2 separate regions of the Pan troglodytes genome follow, and region 1 is linked to region 2. The links are chromatin contacts, called in public Hi-C maps. All regions are on one chromosome and are shown on one strand. The core of a region is the stretch at or near the end of the contact, and the rest is flanking DNA. Distances in the headings are between cores, read along the strand shown. Region 1 has its middle 140 kb from the start of LRATD2. Region 2 has its middle 23 kb from the start of LRATD2.

Region 1 (7,272 bases), core at 3,833-6,332, 110 kb before region 2:
TTCCCAACAGTCCCCCAAAGTCTTAACTCATTTCAGCATTAGTCATTTCAGCAAAGTCCACAGTCCAAAGTCTCATCTGAGACAAGGAAAGTCCCTTCCACCTATGAGCCTGTAAAATCAAAAATCAGCTAGTTACTTCCTAGATACAATGGCGGTACAGGTATTGGGTAAATATAGCCATTCCAAATGGAAGAAATTGACCAAAACAAAGGGGTTACAGGGCCCATGGAAGTCCAAAATCCAGTAGGGCAGTCAAATTTTAAAGCTCCAAAATGAACTTCTTTGACTCCAGGTCTTACATCCAGGTCATTCTCATGCAACATGTGGGTTCCCATGGTCTTAGGCAGTTCCACTGCTGTGGCTTTGCAGGGTATAGCCTCCCTCCTGGCTGCTTTCACAGGCTGGTGGTGAGTGTCTGCAGCTTTTCCAGGCGCACAGTTTAAGCTGTCGGTGGACCTACAATTCTGGGGTCTGGAGGACAGTGGCCCCCTTCTCACAGCTCCACAAGGCAGTGCCCCAGCAGGGACTCTATGTGGGGGGTCTGACCCCACATTTCCCTTCTGCGCTGCCCTAGCAGAGGTTCTCCATGAGGGCCCCACCCCTGCAGCAAACTTTTGCCTGGGCATCCAGGCATTTCACTACATTTTCTGAAATCTAGGCGGACGTTCCCAAACCTCAATTCTTGACTTCTGTGCAGGCTCAACACCACATGGAAGCTGCCAAGGCTTGGATCTTCCACCTTCTGAAGCCATAGACCAAGCTCTACATTGGCCCCTTTTAGCCATGGCTGGGGCAGCTGGGACAACAGGGCACCAAGTCCCTAGGCTGCACACAGCATGGAGACCCTGGGCCCAGACCAAAAAAATCACTTTTTCCTCCTGGGCCTCTAGGCCTATGATGGGAGGAGCTGCCGTGAAGGTCTCTGACATGGCCTCAAGACAAACTATTTCTAACCTTTATCATTACAGGGGTGTGACTGTACAGAATATTGGGTAGAGTCTTTTGACTTTGCTCTATAGCTATGTGCGCTTCTGTCAGCAGGTTTTATATTGGGCTGTGTGGTGTAACCTACAGGCCAGTAGATGGTGCTTTTGGGTAAGAGGAGCTACAGCCAACAGGGATGGGTATGTACTTGGTCCTTGTTTACTGAGAGAAGCTCAGATTAATGTTACTTTCATGCCTGCTAACACAACATTCATTGGTTGGCTCCATTGCCTATGGATCAAGAAATATTTTTGACTTTCAAGTCTTATTATTTAAGCAATATATTTTGTAAGGCTACAGCTTCCATAGATAGTAATTCCTCTGATGGATCTGGGCAAAGTACATTGGGAAACTGGAAAGGATTAACCATTTTAAGTACCATTAAGAACATTCATGTTTCATGTGAGGAGGTCAAAGTATTAACGTTTAAAAAAGTTTGGAAGAAGTTAATTCCAACCCTCATGGATGACTTTGAGGAATTCAAGACTTCATTGGAGGAAGTAACTGCAGATGTGGTGGAAGTAGCAAGAGAACTAGAATTAGAAGTGGAGCCTACAAATGTGACTAAATTGCTGCAATCTCATGATAAAATTTGAACAGATGAAGAGTTGCTTTTTATGAATGAGCAAAGAAAGTGGTTTCTTGAGACATAATCTACTCCTGGTGAAGATGCTGTGAATATTGTTAAAATGACAACAAAGTGTTTAGAATATTACATCAACTTCATTGATAAAGCAGATATAGGTTTTGAGAAGATTGACTCACATTTTGGATAAAGTTCTACTGTGGGTAAGATATTAAATACTATGATATTTTACAGAGAAATCTTTCATAAAAGGAAGAGTAAATCCATGTGGCAAATTTCATTGTAGTCATATTTTGGTCAATTGCCACAGCCACTTCAGCTGTCAGCCACCACCACCCTGGTCAGTCAGATCATCAAAATGGAGGCAAGACCCTCCACCAACCAAAATATTATGACTCACTGAAGGCTCAGATGATCATTAACATTTTTAATCTATAAAGCCTTTTTAATAAAGGTACGTATATGTATTGTTTTTTAGAAAAATGCTATTGCACACTTAATACACTGCATCGTAGTGTAAACATAACTTTTATATGCACTGTGAAACAAAAAAATTTATGGGACTCACTTTATTGCAATATTTGCTTTATTGCAGTGGTCTGAAAATGAACTCACAATACCTCTAAGGTATGTCTATACATACATATCCTTTTGGTTCTGTTGGTCTGGAAAATGCTAATACACCACCTGAGGAGACTTTAGGCTAGGACTCATGCCCTGTGCCTTACTATCCAGTGTTCTTTCAACTTTTAATTGACTGCCTGCAAAAGCCACTAAAGGAAGTTATTAAGTGGACAAATGGTTTCCCTATTTGGAGATATATCACCTTGATGTATCTCTATTAGCATTAAATACTTTCCAGATCTCCTACCTCAAGAAGAAAAAGATAGGGCTCAGATTTAGATAAGGGCCAAAAAGCAGGAGCAGATGTCAGTTCTAGGAAACCAGAGAGCTAAAGCAGGAAGTGCTCTCTCAAGATGATGGGAGATGCCAAGACCACACCAACAGACAGAGAAAGCAACAGGCTGCAGCACCAGGATATTAACTGATGAGAAACCAGAGGAGAGCCAAATCCTAGGGAGACAGGACAAGGTGTCAAAAGAGCCAAAAATCCAAACTAGACCAATAAAAGCAGGTACAAATACAGATGACAGGAATAAGTTTCAATGGTTCACTCAACAATTACTTATTATGCATCTGACATGTTTCAGGCACTGTTGTAAGCACAGAGGATGAAATGATGAGCAAAGGAGACATAATCCCTGTCCTCAAGGGGTTTGGAGACTACCTTTTGCATTATCTGGAATAATGATTTTGAGCTGAGAAGCAGAGAGGGCATAACTTGCCATGAGCTTGCTTGTACATCTCCAGGGGAACAGGGAAGAGATGTGTAATTTTTAAAATGCGTACTCCAAATGATCCTATACATTTCTACTGGAGAGCAATTTTTAAAATCTATTGTTTTCATAACATAGACTACGGAAAGTAAATCTTGGCAAGTTCTTCTTCCAGAAAGGGCAGTTTGAGAAATATTTGCCAGGAATATCCGCAAGCATTTTCAGCTTGCTTTTATTACCTGGCAAAGCTGGGATGCAGAAGATTGTTGACTTGCAATACAAGACCAAAATGAAGCAGATATATGTTCATTCACAGGCACACATCAATTACATGTCCTCCAGCTCCTGTTTCCCCTGCTCCCGCCTCATATACCTACACACACTTCTACATAGACATGCTATCTGAACAGGGTCTTTTATCCATCACTTCATTCAGCAAGACATGCTGACCATGCGCCAGACCCTGTGCTAGGTACTAAGAATGTAGTCCTTGTCCACATGTTTCTTCCTGTCTGCTGGAATAGCAAAACAATAAGCAAATGCTTGCACTAAGCAAAACAATAAGCAAATGTCCATGACAAACTGAGCATACCGCTAAAATGGAGAGATGTGTAATTCTGTGAGAGCAGAGCTGAGGAAACCCAGCCCAACCCAGGGTGTCAGGAGGAAAGTGCAGTGAAGTGATTTGACTAATTTAGGTCAGATACATGGTCCTCTTTTCAGAGCCATGGAACATCTTCTTATTCTTTTCCAATCCATATCTTATCTGTGTATCACACAAGAAGGTAGCAAGAAGAGGGCGCAGGCCATCAAATCCGGCGTCAGAATGACTGATAGAAGTGCTCTAACCCTTCTGAAAATATTACCTGAATATCACGCACACTATAAGTGTGGCTCTTCCTCAGTCCTTTAAGATTTTCATAAATCCTGCTTGTAAGAAAGCACTGCTAACACTCACGACACAGCACTTATTTGCAGCCTTTTGATTTTCACCAGGTGAAGCACAGTCATTACTAATTCAGCCAAATAGTTCAGCTTCAACAAGTCATTGGCCCCAGCAGTTTGGAGAAAGCAAAACAAAACAAAACAAACATATATTCTGGGCCTGGTTTATGACCCCCAAGGCCAAACGCTTGGCATTTTTTGATGCTTCTTTATGAGATTTTCTTGGGGAATGGATATGTTTGTTAATTTTTAATCTGCTCCTCTTTGCATAAATAAGAAGACAATTAGGTTCATTCTGTAGCTCAGATGCATCTATTTACCTCTGCTGATGCGATCAATAAGCATTTCTGACTACCTACTATGAACCAGGCTCTCCCAGTTGCTGACAGACAAGCAGGGAGACAGAGATGCAAATAAATAAATGCTATAAACCAGGGGAAGTGTGAAACCAGAGTCAGAGACTAAATGTCTGAGAGAGGAGAGGGTGAGGGATTGCTCTGTTGGGAAAGTACTATTGTAGCAGCGATGCAAGATGAATAGCTTCCCAGGCAGGGCATGGAGAGGAGGGTGGTGAGGAGGAGCAGTGGCTCAAGCAGAGGAAACAGCCTTTTCAAAGGTGCAGAGGTGAAGAAGAGCCTAGTCATTTGTAAGCAGAAAACGGTTGGGTATGCCCTGCAAGCCTGAGGTATGAGGAGGTGGGGAGTGGTGAGCAGCAGGAATGGTGAGGGGGACTTGCAGCTTTGAATGCCATGTTAAGAGGTTTGGGCTTATCCTGGAGACAAAAAGCAATCTCTGAAGAATTTTAAGCAGAAATGATGTTGCCATCGGATTTGTTGTTTCAGAAACATCGCCCTGGTAACCGTGCAAAGGATAAACTGGAATGAAGAGAACAAATGCAGGGAGATACACCAGGAGGCCACAGCAGCATGAGTGTGAGCCCAGAAAGCCTGTCCCATCTGGTTTTACGATTCACAGAGCCTGTTTCCTCCACATCAGTTTGGCTCCAGGACTATTCTTTTAACCAGAAATTGTGTTTATTTCAAAATTTCTCCTGGGATCCAGCACTGGGTACATCAAATTGGGCGAGGATTGGGAGGGAATCTTGCAAAGCTTTAAAAGTCAAATATTCCAGATTCCTTTTTTGTACATCCTCCACAACCTCAGCCCTGGAGGATAACATTCCTGACCATTGATAATCCATGGTTTAGATTCAGAACCTTTGTTCACTTTTGAAGACTCTCTCACATAACCATGGAAGCTTGTTCTTGGAGACAGAGGACATCTAATCACCACACTTCACTTTACAGAGGAAATACAGTCCATGAAAGATAAATGAAGTGATTTAGCCCAGGTTATCGCATATAGTAAATTACAAGATCTAAACCATTATTGACACAGCATAATGGCTTATCATGATCAATCATGGATGTTTAAAAAGTAATATGTCAGTAGGCGAATGGATTAATAAACTAGTCCATCTAGCCAGTGGAATATTATTCAGTACTGAAAAAAACAATGAGCTATCAAGCCATAAAAAGAGATGGAGGAAATGTAAATGCATTTTTCTAAGTGAAAGAAGCCAATCTGAAAAGGCTACATACTATATGATTTTAACTCTATGACATTCTGGAAAAGGCGAAACTATGAAGATAGTAAAGTGAACAAGGGTTGCCAGGGGTTAGGGGAGAAGGAGACATGAATAGGTAGGGAACAGGGAATTTCTAGGGCGGTGAAACTACTCTGTATGGTATTAAAATGATGGACACATGTCATTACACATTCTTCCAAATTCATACAATGTACAATGTTAAGAGTGAAACTGATGTAAACTGTGGACTCTGGGTGATGATGATGTGTCAATGCAGGTTTGTCATTGCAATAAACATACTACTTTGGTGGGGGATGTTGAGAATGAGCAAGGCTATGCATCTGTGGAGGACAGGGTATACATGGGAAATCTCTATACCTCCCACTCAATTTTAATATGTATCTAAAATTGCTGATATGCCTTTGCTCTGTGTCCCCACCCAAATCTCATCCTGTAGCTCCCATAATTCCCACATGTTGTGGGAGGGACCCAGTGGAAGATGACTGAATTGTGGGGGTGGGTCTTTCCTGTGCTGTTCTTGTGATAGTGAATGTGTCTCACAAGATCTGATGGTTTTTAAAATGGTTTGAAAAGATTCCCTGTGCAGGCCGGGCGCAGTGGCTCACACCTGTAATCTCAGCACTTTGGGAGGCTGAGGCAGGCAGATCATGAGGTCAGGAGTTCGAGACCAGCCTGGCCAGTATGGGGAAACCCTGTCTCTACTAAAAATACAAAAATTAGCCAGGCATGGTGGTATTCGCCTGTAGTCCCAGCTACTCGTGAGGCTGAGGCAGAAGAATCACTTGAACCAGGGAGGTGGAGGTTGCAGTGAGCTGAGATCGTGCCACTGCACTCCAGCCAAGGCGACAGAGCGAAACTCTGTCAAAAAAAAAAAAAAAAAAAGTTGCCCTGTGCAAGCCCTTTGCCTGCTGACATCCATGTAAGATGTGACTTGCTCCTCCTTGCTTTCCACCATGATTGTGAGGCCTCCCAGCCATGTGGAACCGTAGGTCCAGTAAACCTCTTTCCTTTGCAAATTTTCATGCTCTATCAGCAGCGTGAAAACAGACGAATACAACTGCTATACAAATAAGTGGTAATCTTGTGTTCTCAAATGTGTTCTTGAGTTGGTGAGAAATAGATAGAGATTGCTGTGAAATGAGATCAGGCATAACCAGTACCCTGTCCTTGATACGCAGCAGTATTATTGGCATCTGTGAAACTATACTGTATAAAGACAATTGGTAGCAAGTGACAAAAACTCAACTTGAGTTGGGTTTAGCTTTAAAACAAAAGTAAATGATTGGAAACTTCATTTAAATGCATAAAGGGCTGAGCTGCAGGTAGTCTCAGAAACAATTGGAAGCACTCAAACATTCCAGGAAACCTCCACATCTCATCTCTGCTTCTTTCTCTCGGGGTTGGGTCATCTTTTGTCTCTCAGGTACACTTGATCCTTTTTGGCAGAGGGCAAACATGGACAAAATATGGTGGCTAGAGACTCACAGAACTCATCTCTTTTAACTTTACCCAAAAAGGACTGTGTCCCAACCCCTCACACAGACTCTCCCCACAAAAGTCAAAATACAAAATTTGATTGGGTTTAACTTATGATACATTTTCCACCCCCATCAACCAGCTGAAGTCCTCAGACCAGAAGTTGCCACTATAACCACATAGTTGTAGTTGGGGACAAAACAATTTATCAAGTTGAATAAAAAAGAGATCCCAGAAAAATTGTTAGAGTCATAGATTTCTTCTACTACAATTGGTTTCACTGATAATGAGTACAAATAATTGTAGAACTTTATTTTATTGCATTTTTTTTTAGT
Region 2 (7,042 bases), core at 2,463-4,962:
GTTTTCCTTCCTTCCGAGCACTTTACTCCAATTGTAATTACATATTCATTAGTGTGACTCTTTGGCGAATGCCTGACTCTCTCGAAAGTTCCATTTATCAGTTCCATTTATCTGCTGTGTTCATTATTCCATTCCTAGGGCCAAGTATGACGTCATAGAGTCAGGTGTTCTGTAAATCAGTGTTGAATGAATAAATTAGTGATGAATGAATGAACAAATTTTCAGTCTCTGCTAAATCATACTGAGTCACATCCTCGTTCTTGATCCATTATTCTTCCTCTAATACCAGCCATTTTAAATGGATGGGGTGTGTGTGTGTGTGTGTGTGTGTGTGTGTGTGTGTATTGTTGTTGTTTTTTTTTCCATGAAGCAATCATTCTCATTCCACCCCCACATTGTTTCCATGGGCACTAGACATAAAGGTTGACCTATCCCACATCCTGGCCACCTCATAAAAGAAAACCGTAAACACTAAACTGACAATTTTTAAATGTACTTTTTGTAGAAAACCTCTTTTAATAATCTACATCCAAAAAATGATGGTATATCCATACACTGGGATATTAATGATTTTCTTAAATGAGCTAGCAAGCCAGAAAGACATGAAGGAGCGTTAAATTGCTAAGTGAAAGAAGCCAGTGTGAAAAGTCTACATGCTAAGTAATTGCAATTATATAATACTGCAGAAAAGGCAAAACTGACTGCTCCTAGAGGCCCAGCCTTTGTGGCTCCATTGTGGCTCCATTACCAGCAGGTATTGGGAGAGCCACAGCTAAGATGCCAGGACCCCCTTGAAGCCTAGAAATGGAACCATTGGCATTTATGGACATAGAATTTTCTCTGGAGGAGTGGCAATGCCTGGACACTGCACAGCGGAATTTATACGGAAATGCGACGTTAATGGACTACAGAAACCTGGTCTTCCTGGGTATTGCTGTCTCTAAGCCAGACCTGATCACTTGACTGGAGTCAAAAAAAAAAGAGCCCTGGAATATGAAGGGACATGAGATGGTAGCCAAAGCCCCGCCGGATGGGAGCAAAAGTGAATACAACAGACAACACAGATGAGAAGTCCAAAGGTCAAGGAGAAAGCCAGTCCTTAAAATGTGATTTGGGAAGCTGTGTTCCAAAGAAAATAATGTCTGGGAAGCCTGAGTTTTTTTATTTTGCTTTCTCACAGGGCATCTTCTGTCTTATGCTTTTAAATTCTCTAAGGATTCTACTTTCCCTTTGGTGATCTTCTTTCAAGTTTACAGTGAGAGCCAAAAATCCTCCTCATGGTAGATAAGAGACTGCACAATCTGACTGCTTTTCCGTTGTTTTGGGGAACGCACAAATATCTGCATACTTTTGAGAAACTCTAGGTTGAACTATTTTTTACATTCTCTTTTTGCATCATGTCTGAAATGTGTCAGTAGTGGTTTCTGTTCGATTGGTTTTTTTGTATATTTTTTGCACATTCCATCCTGTTTGCATTACCATAGTCTTTAAATATAGTTTGAAATTATAAAGTTAAAAAAATAAATAAATAAAAGGCAAAACTATGGAGACGGAAAGAAATCAGTGGTTGCCAGGAGCTGATAGAGAAGGAGGAAGGGGTAAATAGGCCAAGCATAGGACATTTTTAAGGCAGTAAAACTATTCTGTATGATACTATGATGATGGATACATAGCTTTATTGTTTGTCAAAACTCAGAGAATGTACATCAAGAGCAAATACTAATGTAAACTATAAACTCTTGTGTTTTTTTGTTTTGTTTTGTTTTGTTTTGTTTTTGAGATGGAGTCTCACCCTGTCACCCAGACTGGAGGGTAGTGGCCAAAAATCTCAGCTCACCACAACCTCTGCCTCCCAGGTTCAAGGATGCTGGGCATGGTGGCTCACGCCTGTAATCCCAGCACTTTGGGAGGCCGAGGCAGGTGGATCACCTGAGGCCAGAACTTCAACACTAGCAAGGCCAGCATGGTAAAACCTGTCTTTACTAAAAATACAAAAATTAGCTGGATGTGGTAGCGCATGCCTGTAGTCCCAGTTACTTGGGAGGCTTAGGCACAAGAATCACTTGAACTCATCCTTGCTCCCAGAGCTCCCAAGATGGCGGCGGCTGCTCCCAAGATGGCGGCAAGTCTCTTGTTCTCTGACCTGGGGTTCTTGGCCTCATGGATTCCAAGGAATGGAACCTTGGGCCATGTGGTGAGTGTTATAGCTCTATTAGAAGCCATGGGTCACGGAAGAGAACCGTGGAATCCAGTGACTAGTGTTCAGCTCAATTAGGACAAACCCGGGCACTTAGCCATGCAGGAACAATGGCTAGCCTTTAGCCCAAACGGGAGCGGCAATGGGCACCTCGCTGGATCAGAAACACAGCGGACACCCTGCCAGATCCGGAGGGGTGGAAGTCAGCAGCAGGTCTATGATGGTGGCAAACAGCAGTGGTGGACAGATAGCAAAAGCTCAGCTCAAGCCATAACAAACCCAGACCAGAAGAGTGTGCAGTTGCAAGATTTAATAGAGTGAAGACAGAGCTCCCATACAAAGGGAGGGGACCCAAAGAGGGTAGCTGCTGCTGGCTCGAATGCCTGGGTTTATATCCTGATCATTGTCCCGCCCGCTGTGCTCTCAGGCAATAGATGATTGGCTATTTCTTTACCTCCCATTTTTGCCTAATTAGCATTTTAGTGAGCTCTCTTTACTAGCTGATTAGTCAGGTGTGAGCTAAGTTGCAAGCCCCGTGTATAAAGACGGATGCAGTCACCTGCCCAGCTAGGCTTAGGGCCTAGGAAATCCAGCTAGTCCTGTCTCTCAGAGGGATGCCAGGCTGGGCATGGTGGCTCACGCCTGTAATCCCAGCACTTTGGGAAGCCGAGGCAGGGGGATCACCTGAGGCCGGAAGTTCAAGACTAGCAAAGGCCAACGTGGCAAAACCCCATCTTTACTGAAAATACAAAAATTAGCTGGATGTGGTAGTGTATGCCTGTAGTCCCAGCTACCTGGGGGGCTGAGGCACAAGAATCACTTGAACCTGGAGGCAGAGGTTGCAGTGAGCCAAGGTAGTGCCACTGCACTCCAGCCTGGGCGACAAAGTAAGACTCCGTCTCAGAAAAAAAAAAAACCAACAACACAGGGATGCCAGTTGAAGTAGGAGTGCTGTCCTAATCCACCCACTTTTGCACCCACAGACACATCTCAGATCCCACTTTCCTCTTCCCAGGTCCCCAAGATACCATTGAGGACCAGTGGGGATGCAAGCCCCAGTTGTGCAGGGAGGAGGAAGCCAGAATTCTGAATTGGGAATAGGTGAAGTCAGATTGCCTTAATCTTCCAAAGTCACAGAAGACCCCTCAGGCATCCTGCTGATAAACACACCCTAATTGTCACCAAAGAACCCAAGAAGAACTCACTAACCCCTTGAAGGCAAACCACAGCCTGTTAACTAACAGTGGCGGCCCCACAATTACTGGCAAGTGTTTGCTGGGCAGAAGGGTGCCAGTGAAATGCTGCAGGGCACCAAGTCAGAGAAGAGCCGGCTCCACCAATTAAGGGTATGCTTCTGAGCAGTCGCTGTGTCTAGGAGAGTTTCTGAAATAAGCCCAGGCATGCCAGCACAGGCCCCTGGGAAGAGACAGCAAGCAGCCTCTCTCTGGCAGCAGGGAGCCAAGAGGTACCGCATCGCTATGGCTACCTCTCAGAGCTTGCCTCAAAGCCTTTCAGGAATCTCTGCTATTTATGGAATTGGATCGCATACCCCAAGGCCAGCATTCCTTCACTCTCAGGCACTCTCTCTTTACTTTCCTTCGTCCCAGTTAAATTAAGGCAAGGGTGGGCCCTGACACTGCCGGTGATTGATGGGGAACCTCAATGAGATGCAGCAGAAAGGCCTCTATCAGAGGCCCTGTGGCTGAGGCCATCCCAGACATTTCTGCTTGCCACAAATCCCACATATCCACAGAGCACGAGGTGGAACATCCTTCGCATGCTCTTAAACTTCTAACAGGATTGGAGGAAGAAACAAACCCTCCCTGATGTGACTGATGTGCCAGTTCAGGCCTTGATGGATGTGCCAATTAATGCCAATTAATGCCTTTTTCCGTTCTGTCTTCCCAGCACAGTTTCAGGAAAGGGAGAATGAGACAAGAACGCAAACACTATTGTATATTTGGCCACAAAGAACACCCAGCTAGGTTTCCCGTTGGGGCCAGCATCAGATGCTAGTCTGCATCTTTTTCCAAAACAAATAAATAAATAACTCAAATGTGTAGCTTTGTTTAATAAGGTAACGTTTTGGAAAATGATAGAAACTGAATTTAAACTAGCTTCAATTCTTTTTAAAACCAGATCCTTTCAACCAACTAACAAAACAAAAACCTCCAGAAATACAGTCTGTGACGTTTCCTGTTCAAATGGTCCCTAACTCCATCTGTCGGTCTTGTCTGGCCAGTATGTCTTTGTTATTCCAGGGCACCACCTCATTTTTAGGATGGTGGCTCCAAAACTGTTCCTTCTACAACCCCATCCAAACGTGTAGTTACAGTGGAAATTGGTGATAATAGTATCCCGATTACTTAGCCTCAGGACAGGCGTCAGACCATGTCAGGCTAGTCAGTGTGCTTCCCAGCACCTGAGTTGGAAGCTGAGAAAGTGATTTCTAGGGCAAAGGGCAGCTGTGGTTCCTACCCTGGGGAAAGGGGTGTATCTAAAGGAATGAAGAGGACTTGCAGAGAAAAGCAATGACAAGATAAGGAGATCCCTGTAGACATTCAAGTCATTGGTTTGAGGCTTATGTGGTGGTTTGGTAGAATAATGGTCCCCGAGAAAGTAGGTCTCCTTGTAAATGCCCCCTTGCATAGTTCCCTCCCACATCGATTCTGGGCTTGGCCACGTGGCTTGCTTGGGCCAGTGGGACATCAGCAAATATGATGCAAGTAGAGGCTTGAAAAGCACTTAGGCATTGAAACTTACCTTTTCTCTTGCTGCTGTTCGAACCTCTTCACCACGTGAAGAAGCCCAGGCTAGCCTACTGGAACAGGTGGCCCAGCCAATACCCAGCACCAACTGCCAGACGTCAATGGACCATGGCCAGTAAGAGCATCATAGACCATTCAGCCTCAGTTAAGCCACATGGAAGACACCAGGAGAGCCCAGAAGAAGAACCATCAAACTGAGCTTCACCCGAAATGACCCACAGAGTTATGAGCAAATAAAATGGTGGCAGCTTATCCATCAAGTTTTGGAGTCATTCGTCACTCAATAATAGGAGACCTTTCTGCCATCATGTGAAGAAGGTGACTATAGGAGAAGAAACCATGCAGAAAGAAAGGCCCAGATATTCTAACCACTCCACCTATCCCCACCATCTGGCTGAAGTCACAGATATAACACAAAGCCCAGTTGACCCTGAAGGGAGCAGAAATAAGTCTCCCAGATGAGTCCAGTCCAAGCTGCCAATCCACACTTTCATAAACAAATTGATGTTTGTTTAAACTTGAAGTGTAAAAAGTCACCACATTTGGAATGGCTTGTTATGCAGGAAAAGCTAACTCAAATCACTTTCTTAAAGCCATCCATTCTTGTCTTTTTTGTGAAGGCATTTGCCCATGCTGCTGAAGCAAGATCATAAGGGCATTCCTCATATCCAATCATTTCTCCCTTGACAACAAAAATCCTAATTTGGTATAGGGAGGCAATTTACACAAGTAAATACTTACCCTGTCCGTTTTCCTTGCTGCTAGATATGGTTATATGACACAGTTAAAGCTACAAAGAGGTTATGAACAATTGATAAAATGGAGCACACTCTTTTCACTTTCTGCCTTCTTTACTAGAACACAGATGTGATGACTGGAGCCACAGCAGCTGTTTTCAGAATGGGAGTAAAAGAGAAAGTTTTTAAAGAATTACAGAGATGCCAGACCTGATATTGTTGAGCTGCAAAAGCAATACAGCTCAACAAAATAATACAGTGACCATCTTACTCCAGAAATGTACAAGAACTACAGAAACTTGGTTCCAAGACACCTCTTTAATGTGGGTTTCTGGCGGGGCACATTGGCTTACGCCTGTAATACCAGCACTTTGGGAGACCAAGGCTGGAGAATTGCTTGAGCCCAGGAGTTCGAGACCAGCCTGGACAACATGATGAAACCCTATCTCTCCAAAAAAAATACAAAAAATTAGCTGGGCATGGTGACACATGCCTGTAGTCCCAGCTACTCTGGAAGCTGAGGGGAGGATCGCTTGAGCCCAGGAGGCAGAGGTTGCAGTGAGCTGAGATCGCACCACTGCACTCCAGACCCTGTCTCATAAAAAAAAGTGTGTGTGTGTGTGTGTGTGTGTGTGTGTGTGTGTGTGTGTGTTGGGCGGGGGCGGAGGGAGCCTGTTGCATACAGCCAAATACAATCTGAAAAGAAATGACTTGAGATAGATTTCTGTCCCTGTGACTAGAAGACTTGTGACTAATGATTTGGTCTTCCCATTGGAGAATTCTGTGATCACCACTGCATGCCATACTGTAAAGTACACCAATCCCCCGTTCTTTCCAGCCCATGCACAGACATAAACTTATTTCCCTCTTTCACTTTAAAATAAGTGAGATACGTGGATACTTTTTAAAAGTTATTAAAACTCAAGCAAGGCCAGGCAAGGTGGCTCATACCTGTAATACCAGCACTTTGGGAGGCTGAGGCGGGCAAATCACAAGGTCAGGAGTTCAAGACCAGCCTGGCCTATGTGGTGAAACCCCATGTCTACTAAAAATACAAAAACTAGCCAAGCGTGGTAGCGCTTGTCTGTAGTCCCAGGTATTTGGGAGGCTGAGGCAGGAGGACTGCTTGAACCTAGGAGGCAGAGGTTGCAGTGAGCCATAATTGCACCACTGCACTCCAGTCTGGGTGACTGAGCAAGTCTCCATCTCCAAAAAAATAAAAATGAAAATAAAATAAAACTCAAGCAAGAGCATGAGAGAAATAATGACAAACACCATAAACAGCATTAAATTGCTGTGTTCCTATCACATTTGGCCCTGAAATTACCAAACAAGCTTTG

The links. Hi-C and Micro-C count contacts between places; a contact is called where the count stands out from the background.
Region 1: a Hi-C map of stem cell-derived neural progenitor cells shows a contact between it and region 2, with 2.0 times the contacts expected there. The contact joins two enhancer-like sites. A contact is called at or near these places in 2 of 7 Hi-C or Micro-C datasets (induced pluripotent stem cells and stem cell-derived neural progenitor cells).

What each region holds. Positions count from the first base shown.
Region 1 is chr7:136,992,906-137,000,177 of NHGRI_mPanTro3-v2.0_pri, reverse strand. No RefSeq gene overlaps it. Among named protein-coding and RNA genes, the nearest start is that of LRATD2, 140 kb to the right of the region's middle. Within about 2 kb of position 5,082, at least 4 of the 24 cell types and tissues checked have an H3K27ac peak or open chromatin away from gene starts, as enhancers often do. A contact at or near this core is called in stem cell-derived neural progenitor cells, where this site is marked.
Region 2 is chr7:136,878,356-136,885,397 of NHGRI_mPanTro3-v2.0_pri, reverse strand. No RefSeq gene overlaps it. Among named protein-coding and RNA genes, the nearest start is that of LRATD2, 23 kb to the right of the region's middle. Within about 2 kb of position 3,712, at least 6 of the 24 cell types and tissues checked have an H3K27ac peak or open chromatin away from gene starts, as enhancers often do. A contact at or near this core is called in stem cell-derived neural progenitor cells, where this site is marked.